Linked DNA regions of Mus musculus: region 2 is linked to region 1. Evidence: chromatin contacts called from public promoter capture Hi-C data. All regions are on one chromosome and are shown on one strand. The core of a region is the stretch at or near the end of the contact, and the rest is flanking DNA. Distances in the headings are between cores, read along the strand shown. Region 1 has its middle 44 kb from the start of Gm25420. Region 2 holds the start of Zc3h15 (zinc finger CCCH-type containing 15).

Region 1 (6,429 bases), core at 2,805-5,304:
TGTGTGTGTGTGTGTCTGTCTGTCTGTTTGTCTGTCCATGATACAAGACACCATCTCAGCACGATTGCCTGGGTGCAGCATGTGAGCATGTCACCAGGAGACTGTGTGCTGACAGAAGCTGAAGCAGGGCGAATGGATGAAATCATGTGTTTAAGCAGGTATTAGTAGTAAAATACAATCTAAGGCTTCAAGTTTGTGATCCCAAGGACAGGACAGCACAGAAAACAACTAAATTCAATTTAAAGAGAAATGAGGAAAATAATTAAACACCAGTGTTGTTAGGCTGTGGTGAAACTGAGAGAGTTGAACCTAGAGCACAAGTGTTTAGAAGCTCTGCTGCCTGACCTCCTGGACAGACTCTTCCCCTCTCCCTTAGGGTGAAATACTAGTTCCTGATATAAAAATTTTTAACTTACCTACATTAATTATGAATCTACAAATAAATTTGTCCTTATTTATGACCTGCCATGTGTTTCATGAAAAGTATTTCTCAACTGTTTTGGTGATGAGAATATTTAAATTACTTTCATCAGTTTTGAAGTATATATTACTATTATTATCTAGAGTTATCATGTAGTATGATAGTACAGAATTTATTACTCTTATTTAACTAAATTTAGTATCCTTTGACTAAAATTTGTATAATCCTTGACCTCCTACTCGCTGGTAACCATCACTCAGCTATGATTTAAAGCTTTACATATGAGTTAGATTATATGGTATTTGTATTTCTGTGTCTGGTTTGTTTTGCTTAGCCTCGTGTCTCTCAGGTTCATGTGATCTGTCAGAAATGACAACATTTCCTTTACTGTGACTGAATAATATTCCATTACATAAATAGACATATTGTCTTTATTTATCCATTGACACTTAGATTGGTTCTATATCTTGGCCACATAAATAGTGTTTAAATAAATATGAGCATCCAGATTTCTTTTACAAACTGATTTTTATGTCTCTGGAATATATAATAGTGGGTGAGGGATTGTTTTGTGGTTACGACATCTTGTTGCAAACTAACTTGAATGACGTTGATGAGGTAGAGCTCATGTGTCTCCTTCATGAAGGTACCAACCATGTTCATGCAGGATTCATACCTATGACATAATCACCTCTCTAAGTATCCCTACTAATGTTGTCACATCAGAGGTTAGGACTTTACCATGGGGAATCTCATGGTAACACACTCATTCCACAGCATCAGGGCCATCCGTGATTAGACTCTTGTCTGCCCACTGTTCAGGTACTTGCTAGATATATATCTGATGAGGGATACTAAACCAAGTTTATAGCTGCTATACCTGTGGCTCAATGATACCAAAGAGTTCTTCACCTTCAGCCTGATTGTTACATAATTGCTTAATTCTTAGAAGTGTTAGAGACATTTATAATTACTAAAAGTAGTATAGGCACTGTGGTAATCCATATGGACGTTCCTCTCAAAACGTAAAACTATTATATGTCTGATTTAGCTACACACCTCCTCAGTATATGCCCAAAGGGGTAGGCAAGTACACCACAAAGATGTCTGCACCTCCATGCCATTTTATTTCAGCATTATTCCCAATGGCCAAGTTATAGTCAGCCTAGGTACCCATAAATAGATTAATGGATAAAGATAACAACTCTCTCTCTCTCTCTCTCTCTCTCTCTCTCTCTCTCTCTCTCTCTCTCACACACACACACACACACACACACACACATACACACACACACACACACACCCCACAATAGAGTTTACACATAACAGAATTATGTACCTTGCAAGGAAATAGATGGAATAGGAGTTCCTCATGTTGAACTAAATAAGCCAGACTCACAAAGACAAATACTAAAATACTACAAGTTTTTGCTTAGAGTTAGAATCTAGATTAAAAAATAATTTTGTCCATGATGTTAAAGAAAAGGGAAGAATATTTTTGGGAAATGGTCAGGGAGAAGGGTGAGTGATAACAAGAGAGGGCAGTGAGGGTGAATTTTGTCAAAACCCATTATGTGGATGAAGGACAGTGTCATAATAAAGCCTATCATTTTGTAGAATTAATATACACTAATAAAAGTGTAGAAGTTCTATTTATAATAGCCAGAAGCTGGAAAGAACCCAGATGCCCCTCAACAGAGGAATGGATACAGAAAATGTGGTACATTTACACAATGGAGTACTACTCAGCTATTAAAAAGAATGAATTTATGAAATTCCTAGCCAAATGGATGGACCTGGAGGGCATCATCCTGAGTGAGGTAACACATTCACAAAGGAACTCACACAATATGTACTCACTGATAAGTGGATATTAGCCCAAAATTTAGGATACCCAAGATATAAGATACAATTTGCTAAACACATGAAACTCAAGAAGAATGAAGACTGAAGTGTGGATAGTATGCCCCTTCTTAGAATTGGGAACAAAACACCCATGGAAGGAGTTACAGAGACAAAGTTTGGAGCTGAGATGAAAGGATGGACCATCTAGAGACTGCCATATCCAGGGATCCACCCCATAATCAGCTTCCAAATGCTGACACCATTGCATACACTAGCAAGATTTTGCTGAAAGGACCCTGATATAGCTGTCTCTTATGAGACTATGCCGGGGCCTAGCAAACACAGAAGTGGATGCTCACAGTCAGCTATTGGATGGATCACAGGGCTCCCAATGGAGGAGCTAGAGAAAGTACCCAAGGAGCTAAAGGGATCTGCAACCCTATAGGTGGAACAACATTATGAACTAACCAGTACCCCGGAGCTCTTGACTCTAGCTGCATATGTATCAAAAGATGGCCTAGTCGGCCATCACTGGAAAGAGAGGCCCATTGGACACGCAAACTGTATATGCCCCAGTACAGGGGAACGCCAGGGCCAAAAAAATGGGAATGGGTGGGTAGGGAAGTGGGGGGGGGGAGGGTATGGGGGACTTTTGGGATAGCATTGGAAATGTAATTGAGGAAAATATGTAATAAAAAATATTTTAAAAAAGTGTAGAAGTTCATACCTCTACTCAGGATGAAAACGTGAACTTTTCTTTGGCGTCTAAGACATGTATATACCTTTCCCTTCCAAATGTAAATTCTTTTTAACTTAATGAGATTTTAAGGTATAAAATGTCTTTTCCAAATATATTGAAAGGTATTTGAACCTAATAAAAGTTTTGAGTCTCTATCTTTCTAGATTTCATCTCCCTACAAATTTGAAAATGATATCTGCTAGTCAATTTTTATATTTATTATGTTTTAGAAAAAATGGAAGGGTATTAAAATAATAGGCAATTTTATATATTGCACAGATCTCTCTTGGTAATTAAATGAGTGACATTTCCCAGCTTTATTTTGCTCTACCAATAATCAGCTGCTATTTATACACCAAGATATTGCTTTGTGGCCTTTGTGGTCAGGATTAAGTTTAATTCTTATTGGGTAACAGCATTAGGGCTGAGATGGAGTGAGAGAATGAGCCAAGGACTGACTTACTGAGGATGACACGTGGTCTTGGCCATCTTAGCAACGTCGGCTCGTGCAGCTTGACTCTGCAATGCAGCCTTCCTGGATCATTAAAACAAATGCTTGTCCAGATTGTTTTTCTTCTTTTTCTTTTTTTTCTTCTGTTTTCCCCATTTTTCAAAAGTACATTTCTTGCAAAAGTTAGCGGTACGTAACCATCCGAAGTGAACTGGAAAGACGTGTGTTTCTGATTTGGAACTCACTCCGTACCTTTAAGAGAAGACATATGGTGATTCTGACGCCTTTGATTTACATTTCATAAGCACAGGAAAAATAAGTCCAATGGAAGTTCAAGTGCAACGTACATAGTTTCAGATTTCCTCCCAAGTGGACAGCATTTCATTCCTGTAAAGGTAAGCCTTCACTTCAAGGGCACTCTTTGGAGGATGCGGATTCTTAGATTCCTCTGTTTTGCTGAAACTCATTATATGTCTGAATAACTAAAAGAGAGCTGGGCTGTGTTAGGATTTTCAGTGGATGGCAGTCGGAGTCACATGTAGCAAACAAAGGTCCACATGAGTGAGCACAAGGGTGTCATCTGTCAGTGGCATCTCCACGTTGGAACAATTGGGCCATCCACAGTAAAGGCAATGGACAGACTGCATCCAGTGAACACTGAAGCTCAGCCTAGTTTGTGTGGATTATTGTTCATGCGTTGTTAACATAGGAATGACCTGGAAAGGAGCCAGTTTCTCTGATCTGTGTCTAAACATGGATCACTCTACTGATGTAGACACCATGAAACCAACCCAGAGAATTGTTTGTTGTGGATGTTATAGTTTGAAATCCTGAAAATTCTCAATCTAGACAATAGACTGTAAAGATTAAAGGCTTGTTTACATAGCTTTCTATGCTAAAAGGCTAGTTTTCTTCCCTTAGTCTTTTTTAAAATACATTTTTATTGGTTCTTTTATTTATTTACATTTCCAATGCTATCCCCCTTCTTGGTTTCCTTTCTGTAACCTCCCATCCCATCCCTCCTCCCCCTTCTTCTATGAGGGTACTCACCCACCCACCCACCCACCCACTTCCACCTCACCACCCTAGCATTCCCTATGCTGGGGAATCAAGCCTCCACAGGACCTAGGGGCTTCCCTCCCATTGATGCCAGATAAGGCAATCCTCTGCTACATATGTGGCTAGAGCCATGGGTCCCTCCATGTACTCTTTGGTTGGTGGTTTAGTCCCAGGGAGCTCCAGGGGGAAGGGTCTGATTGGTTGATTTTTGTTCTTCTTCCTATGTGGTTGGGAACCCCTTCATCTCCTTCAGTCCTTCCCCCAACTCCTCCATTGTGGTCCCTGAGCAAAGTCTGATGGCTGGCTATGAGCATCTGAATCTGTATTAGTCAGGCTCTGGCAGAGCCTCTCAGGAGGCAGCCATACCAGGCTCCTGTCAGCAGGCGTGTCTTGGCATTGGCAATCGTGTCTGGGTTTGGTGTCTGCAGATGGGATGGATCCCTAGGTAGGACAGTCTCTGGATGGTCTTCCCTTCAGTCTCTGCTCCACTCTTTGTCCCTGCATTTCCTTTAGGTAGGAGCAATTCTGAGTTAAAAATTTTGAGATGGGAGGGTAGCCCCATGCCTCAACCAGGGGCCATGCCTAACCTCTGTATATGGTCTCTACAGGTTTTCTCTCCCCTTTATTGGGTATTTCAACTAATGTCTCTGATTATTTTCTTTTATATCTAATTGATTTTATTAAATAAAAGTAGTAGATTCTGTTAAATAAAAGTATACAAATCACTGAACTGATTTCAGGGATATCAATGAGTTAGAAGTGCACTTTCCAAAGCTCTTGTCCATACATTTCATCATATTGTTTTCCCTTGTAGCTCTCATAATTGTAAGTGACTCTCTAGTTATAGTTTGCCATTTCCTTTGTAGCAGATATAACAATTGCAACTGCAGCTCTTATAAAACTATAAACCACATTAAAGCAGACTGTGTCTATCTTGTTTACTGCTGTACTCCCAGCACCTAACAGAGCTCTTGGCACATAGTAGATGCTCAATTGAGTAAATATTGATGAATGAGTACGAAGGCCCAAGCAGATGGTGCCCTTAATGGGCTCACTTGGCTCTTTGCAGGAAGGAGACTCAGATGGGCAGAACACACGTCACCTTAGCATGGCCCCGTGGATAAGAAGGCAGATGAAAAGCCCAGTAGGAGCCTTGATGGAGCTAAGAGGATAGGCCAAAGAGCTTTGTTTTCAAACAAGTCACAGACAATTGACTGCAATTCTTTAACAAAGAAAAATGTACTGAGATGGCAAAGAGTTGGTGTCTTGTCTGAGCTTTGGTGCTTTGATTCTTCATCTAAAATTGACTCCGCCAAATTTCAATCTTTTTAGTTCGATTTTCCAAATTTTCATTTTTTAGTATGTTTATGCATATCTCATCATAGAGAAATAAAGAGGAGGGAAAGCCCATATAGTTCCTTTCAAAATATTTACATATTATTTTTATTTATATGGATGATGCTGAATCTCTTTATGTGCATCATATGCCTGCCGGTGCCCACAGTGACCTTTGGGCTTTAGATTTCCTGATACTGGAGTTACAAGTGCTATGAACCACCTGATGTAGGTGTTGGGCACTGAACTCAGGTCCCGTGAAAGCGCAGTAAGCTCTCCTAATGAAACGTTTCTCCACCCCTGCCTCCATACAGTATCTTGATGTTAAATACATTCATAGCTTTCCCCTGGTTAAGCAGAGATGGTTAAGCTGCAGTGGTGGCTTCCATTCGCCTCAAAGAGTGGGCTCAGAAACAGCTCTTATATGTGGTTAAATTACCCATTTGTATAAGTTTGTAGTAAATGTAAATGTCACTTTTATTTCTTCAGGTGAAGTGATGAGATGAGAGGCATGCCCAATTTTATGAATACATAGAGTGAGCTGAGCCTGGAGCATATCTATTTAACTACCTCTAGGCC
Region 2 (6,429 bases), core at 2,895-5,394, 2.9 Mb after region 1:
GCATCATTCATTTTGTTGTTTCTTTGGTTTGGTTTGGTTTGGTTTGGTTTGGTTTGGTTTGGTTTGGTTTGGTTTGGTTTGGATTTTGTAGGTGGTGGTGTTTTGAGATAGGGTACCTCTATATAGTCCTGGCTCTCCTGGAGCTCACTATGTAGACCAGGGTGACCTTGAATTCACAGACCTCCCTGCCACCGTGTCCCAAAGACTGGGATGAGAGTCCTTTTCCACCACATCTGGCCACACCATTCATGTTTATGAACACACTTATGGAGCTCTAAGAGACAAGGTGCAGTAGGTACTATTATTCATCAGTAAAGACATCAAGGTCTTACTTACCATAGTCTAAGTTGCTGCTTTCATCATATGATCTTCCATATGAATTCTTTGTTAACTCCACTGACTCACACTTACTGATCCCTGATTTATGTAATTCATCATGGTTTTGTGAAAAAATAAGAACAAGATATAATCACCAATCCTAGGCCATTCATAAACTCCAGAAAAGAATAAAATCCTTATAGAGTTTAGACTTAGCTTCTAAGACAGTAACTGTATTTAAAAAAAAAAAAAAATAGGGGAGCAGGGCAGGGGGAAGGGTATAGGAGGCTTTGGGGATAGCATTTGAAATGTAAATGAAGAAAATAAAAAATAGTAATGCCTGCTAGAGTAGGATTGTCACTAATGTAACTATAGAATGGTCGTGAATGTAATATAAAAACCTTAAGTTTATGGAAAAATAAAAACCTGTGATAAAACCATTCCTACATGGTTAGAAAGAAAACATTTAAGTAATAGGGTTACACCATCAAAGTTGTATCAGAGGACTTATTTTGAGAGTAATACTGGGTGAAGAAATTGGAACAAGATAAAGAAAGTAAAAGCCCCCTCAAAATAGTCCAAGTGAAAATGCAGCCTTGAAATAAGATTGTGCGATTGAAGGCAGGCATCTGAGTTATACTGAAGAGGAGAACAATGTGGCTCATAAGAAAACACTTGCTCACCACATGTAAGGCCTCCAATTCTACCCAAACTGAGGGAGGAGGGGCGTGGCTATGATTTGACTAAACTTGGAGGTTGAAGAAAAAAAAAAACAGTCCACTAACACTTCTAGCTATGGCACCTACATGGAATAGAGACTTTTTTCTTTACTTTTCTTTCTTTGTACAATCATATATGTAAGACCTTGAAAAAGCTCTAAGGCATGAGACATAGTGGTATATGAAGGTGGAAAATAGGAAAAGTTGGCCTCAAATGAGGAATATCAATTGAAGTGACAGAAGCTAAAAACCATTCACTCCTGTGCTAGGGAAAGTGCAGACTCCTAGCACTTATTGCAAGAGGACATGGGAAAGCACCGGAAAGCTATTACTAGGGAACAGGCATGATTGATGGGGGTCATGAAAAGTGGTTTAGGCTTCAGTGAAGCAAAACAATATTTGGAAACTGTACATCTCGACTTCTTGACAAATGCCATAATAGTTATTATAATGGTAGCAAGAAGTATTTCAAACAGAACCAGATAAGTTATCCACTTAAGAAAATGTTATGTCACTGTAGGTTGCGGTGAAGGGTTACAGTACAGAAACTCAAATTGACAGGTTAAAAGAGATTTTACATGCTCTGCTGGCAAGTCTTTTGTCATAGTTTATTTTGGAGGGGAAAATGACTTGAAGGAGACTGTCTGAAAGTCAAAGGACTTGAAGCATTAAATATTTAAATAAAAACACTTCTAGAAGGTACCTTCCCAACTCAGGAGATGAGTCAGCAATTTACATGGTCAGTTAAGTTAGCCTTATTTTTATCAAAAGATTTGGAATAAAATAGCTTCTGCTCACCACAGTGGCAATGTCTATACTCTAGTCCTAAGCCTTACCAGAGTACTACTACCAGAGTACTACTTTGCTGGGGTTTCCATAACAGAGTACTACAGATTTGATACTTAAACAAGATGGAGGCTATATGCACAGAGTAAGGTACTATGCAACCCAAGCTGGCCTTGAGCTTGCTGTGGCCAAAGATGACCGTAAACTTCTGATTCTTCTGTCTCTCCTTCCCAGGTGATGAGATTACAGGCTTGTGCTACCATACCTGGTTTGTATGATGCTGGAAATTGAACTCAAAGCTTTGACTTGCTAGACTCCGTCCTATCCCTGTGTTTGTCCTGTTCCTGTGTTTGCTTTCTTCTAAGGCCTCTCCTTGACACAGACCTTCCCGCTATGTCTTCATGTGATTTTTCTTGCTTCTGTGCACAATATAGATTCTCTCTTATACCAGGGCTCATAACACAAATCTGCAATTCCAGCTATTCGGGAGGCTCAATGGGAGGATGGCAAATTCAAAGCCAGTCCAGGCTAGAAGTTCAAGGCCAATGTAAACAACTTAAGGAGACCCTGTCTCAAAAAAATTTTAAACTCAATTTTTCCTTTTTTTTTAATAAGGACTCCATTCAGATTGGATTAGGTCTATGCTGAAAGTCTCATTTTAACTTACCTATTTCCTTTATAATGCCCTTATCTCCTAATGTAGTTACATTCTGAAGTAGTAGACGTTGTGAGTTTTGAAAACACAATTCAGCCCATAACAGTTCAGTCCATAACAAATTTTGGTTATAAACAACTAAAACCAACTCTAATTTCCATATAAGAGAATATATTAAGAATATTGGTCACATAGTCTAGCATTAGCATGGGATAGGTTTAGTTAGAAGTTAGGAACAAAAGATAATAGTGAACTATGATTTTTCAGCTATGACTGTGAAATTCTAGATTGTTTACAACTTTTCCATACTTACGATTGCCATAAAAAAATTCTTTAAAATTAGAGACATTAAATGAATCACTAAAAAGGGGGATATTAAGATTACTACATTCTGCTACTACAGGAATTCTTAATCAACTTCTGAAGAATAAATAATACAGAAAAGTAAACTGTCACAGTGTTCCACAAAGGCTCCTGTTGAGTTGGGTGACACTCCTAGGGAGAGTGGAACACATGAAGGGAAGTAGATCACTGGGGAAAGCCCTTGAAAGGAATATTGGGTCCCCTGCCCCTAAGTGTCTCTTTTTGCTTTGGTTGCCATCAGATGAACACTGTCCATTTCCCTCATGGTGGCATTAGGGTTCCAAAGTAGTTTTCTGCTTATGAAATTGTTGAAAAACTAATAACTCCCTTCTCTGGAAGGATGATTCTTCTGTTAATCAATGTAGGTAAAACAGTAACCATGCAAAAGAACAGCCATTCATTGTGTGCTTTTTTAAAGTCAGTATTTGGCTGAATAAAAAATAGTAGATTCATTTGCATATCAAAAGCCATACTTTTGGTTTAGTCTACAATATAAACAGAGCCCTGAAGCAAGACTAACCAGGCTGAAATTCTTATCTTGGATTTTACATTTAGCCACCTTTCTTTCTGCGTTTCATCTCAAACAGTGCTAACAGTTAACCATTCGTACCTCAGTGTAGATGTAATGAGTGAAATCGTGTGTGTAAAGTCATTATGGAATTTACCAAACACTTAAACTAACCTTAAATTGGGCTTGGCCCATACTGTTAGGCTAGTTTGACATAGTAAAATAGTGATTTTTTTTTTTCCGGAATCGTTAAGGCAGCCCCCTAAAATTAGTACAGGACTTGAAGAGAAACTAAGGATTTCACCCACTAGGACTCCACGTCTGACGATCTCCAAATGAAACTTTATTTCTTTACGCAACTTCATACTGAAGGTGCTGCATTGCAACCCTGCCCCTCCAGAGGACAAGACAGTAGCTCATAATTGATGCAGCCGCTCCGTGATTACTCAAGATGGTACTGTCCAGTGCTAACTAGATCTAGAACTCTCTACGCCAGGGGTCTATACAAGTGAGGTGAGGAGGCATCACTCGCGGTGCTAATGAAGGACGAAGCCAAGCAAGTGGCAAGCGCCTCACCAAAAGGAGGCGTCACACGCCGCGCCTTTCCCAGTTCCCACGTCTCATCCACGCCCCCTCCCGGCTCGGCGCAGCCGGAGCGCACGCGCAGCTCCACTTCCGGGCGCCTCGCCTCGCGCCCCACAGTGCATAGCGGCGCCGTGCTGTCGCAAAGGCCACATCCGGGCGGCGAATGAGCGAGTCGCTTTCCGTGCGCTGCGGCGGCGGCTGGGTCTTCCTGCTCCCGCCGAGCTGCCGGACGCCCCGACGGTAGCCATCTGCGTCGCAGTCGGCCCGGTGCCCCCCGCCTCCGCGATGCCCCCCAAGAAACAGGCTCAGGCCGGGGGCAGCAAGAAGGCGGAGCAGAAGAAGAAGGAGAAGATCATCGAGGTACGTCCCCTCCCCCTCCCCGCCGCACCGGGCTGGGGCTCGCCGGGCTGCGGAGCGCGGCTCCCCGGGGCCACGTGTCGGCGCCCGGCCCGGTGGGCCCCGACTGAAGTGGTTCTCGCCGCCCCTCATCGCTGTAGTGAGGCCGCTGCGCCCCCGCGCTCGCCGCGTCTCCACCCACGCGCCCGCCGCGCCCACTCGGCCGCCCAGGGACCCCCGGCCCGGCCTTTCGATGCTCACGACTTTCCGCGGCTCCTCGGGCTGTGCCTGAAAAAACAAGCTGAGTGGCGCTCTGGAAGGCCCCTCCTGACTGACCTGACGCCTTGGGTTTGGTTTTTTTCTTTATCAGGCAGTGAGAGGTAGCGCTGTTCATTTTCAAGAGCCAGCGGACTATTTACCACTTTTTTGTTGTTGTTGTTTCTTTTGGTGTTTGGTCCATCTGGAAACTTTCGTGTCAAGAACAGAGGTTTCCCAAAAAGCGTGGCCCAGCGGTTTTGTACAGAATGCTTCGTTCATACATGGAGTCTGAATTAAACGTAGGCTCTGTCACAGTACCTATGTTAAATTGGGAGCTCCCAGTTTACCTACACACACACACACACACACACACACACACACGAGCGTCTTTTAATGCATTGAACTTGTAGGCATTCAGTGAGTGAGGCAAGGTACTGATGTTCTTAAATGTTCCTCAGGTTACAACGATTGTCTACTTGAGTTTCCTTAAGATAGGTAATGAAATTTCACATTCGATAAACGTATTTCTTCCATACTAATCCTCATTTAAAAGTAAATGGTACCTCATAGACTTGGATGTAGTTGGAAGAAAAGATGACTATTTTACAGCATCTGAGTATAAAGTAACCTTTAGTAGGCTCGTTCTTATTAAAATAGCCAGAATGAATGTTTGGGGTTTCGAAATGAGATGTTTGCTTATGATCGTTTTTTTTCAACATTTGATTGTTATAGCCTTGAAAGATAGAAGTGAGAATTCGCCAGGGTTCCTTTATACACGCTAATGAGATTAATCTTTTGTCAGATTGTATGTAGTTAAAGTTGGCTGATTTAATTTAAATAAAATTAATGTGAACACATCTAATAATTTACTGACTGTTGGAGTTCTAAGGTAGAACTGCCGTAGCCAAACATCTGGAAGCAAAACTGTTGCCAAGCAGTGCTGGTGTGTGCCTTTCATCTCAGTAGACAGTTTGCCTGGTCTACAGAATGGCCAGAGCACACAGAGAAACTCTTGTCCAAGGGAAAATAAAAGAAAGAAAAATAATTGTCACCTTTACATCTGAAGAAAAAAATCAGGATTTGGGAGACTTAAATCTCTGGGAATAATAATCTGGTGGCAATTCAATATTGTGCCAACAAAGGACATTCAGAAATAGCATTTTACTTACAAACTACTGAGATTGAATAAATATAAAATAGACCACAAAACAGTAAAATTTCCATTCAAAAATAAATGTTACAAAACATTATAGAATGTATTTCAGGCCACTTGGACCTATAACCACTTTTAATTAATGAGACTAAAGGGTTTTTTGTTTCGTTAATTTTTGTCACCTGACAGTGGAGATGACACTCAGAAGGGCAGAGGCAGGTAGAGCTCTGAATTCAAGAGTAGCCTGGTCTACAGAGTAAGTTTCAGGACTCTGGGCCTGCGCAGAGAAACCCTGTCTCGATCGAAAGACAACAGCAAAATTAAAGTTATTTATAATAGTCTATTAGCCCTAAAAATCATGAATATATTTTGTCTTCCTTCATCTCTAACAAGATTTCGTTGGTTTTCTAGGGGTTGTACCCAAGGCATCACATTCTAGGGGTGAATTCTACCACTGCTCTGTACAGTCTTAGTCAAGAAGGGTTGGTTGGTTGGTTTCTTTAGTGGTTGCAATATTTTTGTTTTTGAAGTAAAGAGAACTCAACTTTAGCTTTCATTAGTGAAGACATCTCCAAAGATACATTCATTAATGCTGACATGGTGGCATACACCTTTAATCCTACTGGGGAGGCAGAAACAGGTAGATATCTTAGAGTTCTAGGCAAACCTGGTCTGCAAAGCAAGTTCCTGGACAGCCTGGGCTCTGTTACACAGAGAAACCAGTTTCAAAAAAAGCAAAACAAATAAG

Evidence for each region. Promoter capture Hi-C pulls out the DNA fragments that hold promoters and counts their contacts.
Region 2: a promoter capture Hi-C map of second pharyngeal arch cranial neural crest shows a contact between it and region 1. The contact joins the promoter of Zc3h15 here to the enhancer-like site in region 1. A contact is called at or near these places in 6 of 39 promoter capture datasets (the 3T3-L1 cell line, 3T3-L1-derived adipocytes, cranial neural crest and 3 more), 1 of 484 Hi-C or Micro-C datasets (cerebellum) and 2 of 115 datasets of contacts at active chromatin or transcription factors (astrocytes and forebrain).

Annotation. Positions count from the first base shown.
Region 1 is chr2:80,748,522-80,754,950 of GRCm38.p6, forward strand. No RefSeq gene overlaps it. Among named protein-coding and RNA genes, the nearest start is that of Gm25420, 44 kb to the left of the region's middle. Within about 2 kb of position 4,055, at least 5 of the 459 cell types and tissues checked have an H3K27ac peak or open chromatin away from gene starts, as enhancers often do.
Region 2 is chr2:83,640,434-83,646,862 of GRCm38.p6, forward strand. It overlaps Zc3h15 (zinc finger CCCH-type containing 15), which reads left to right and starts at 4,145. Exons shown (of 10, transcript NM_026934.3): 1 at 4,145-4,294. The coding sequence starts at 4,220.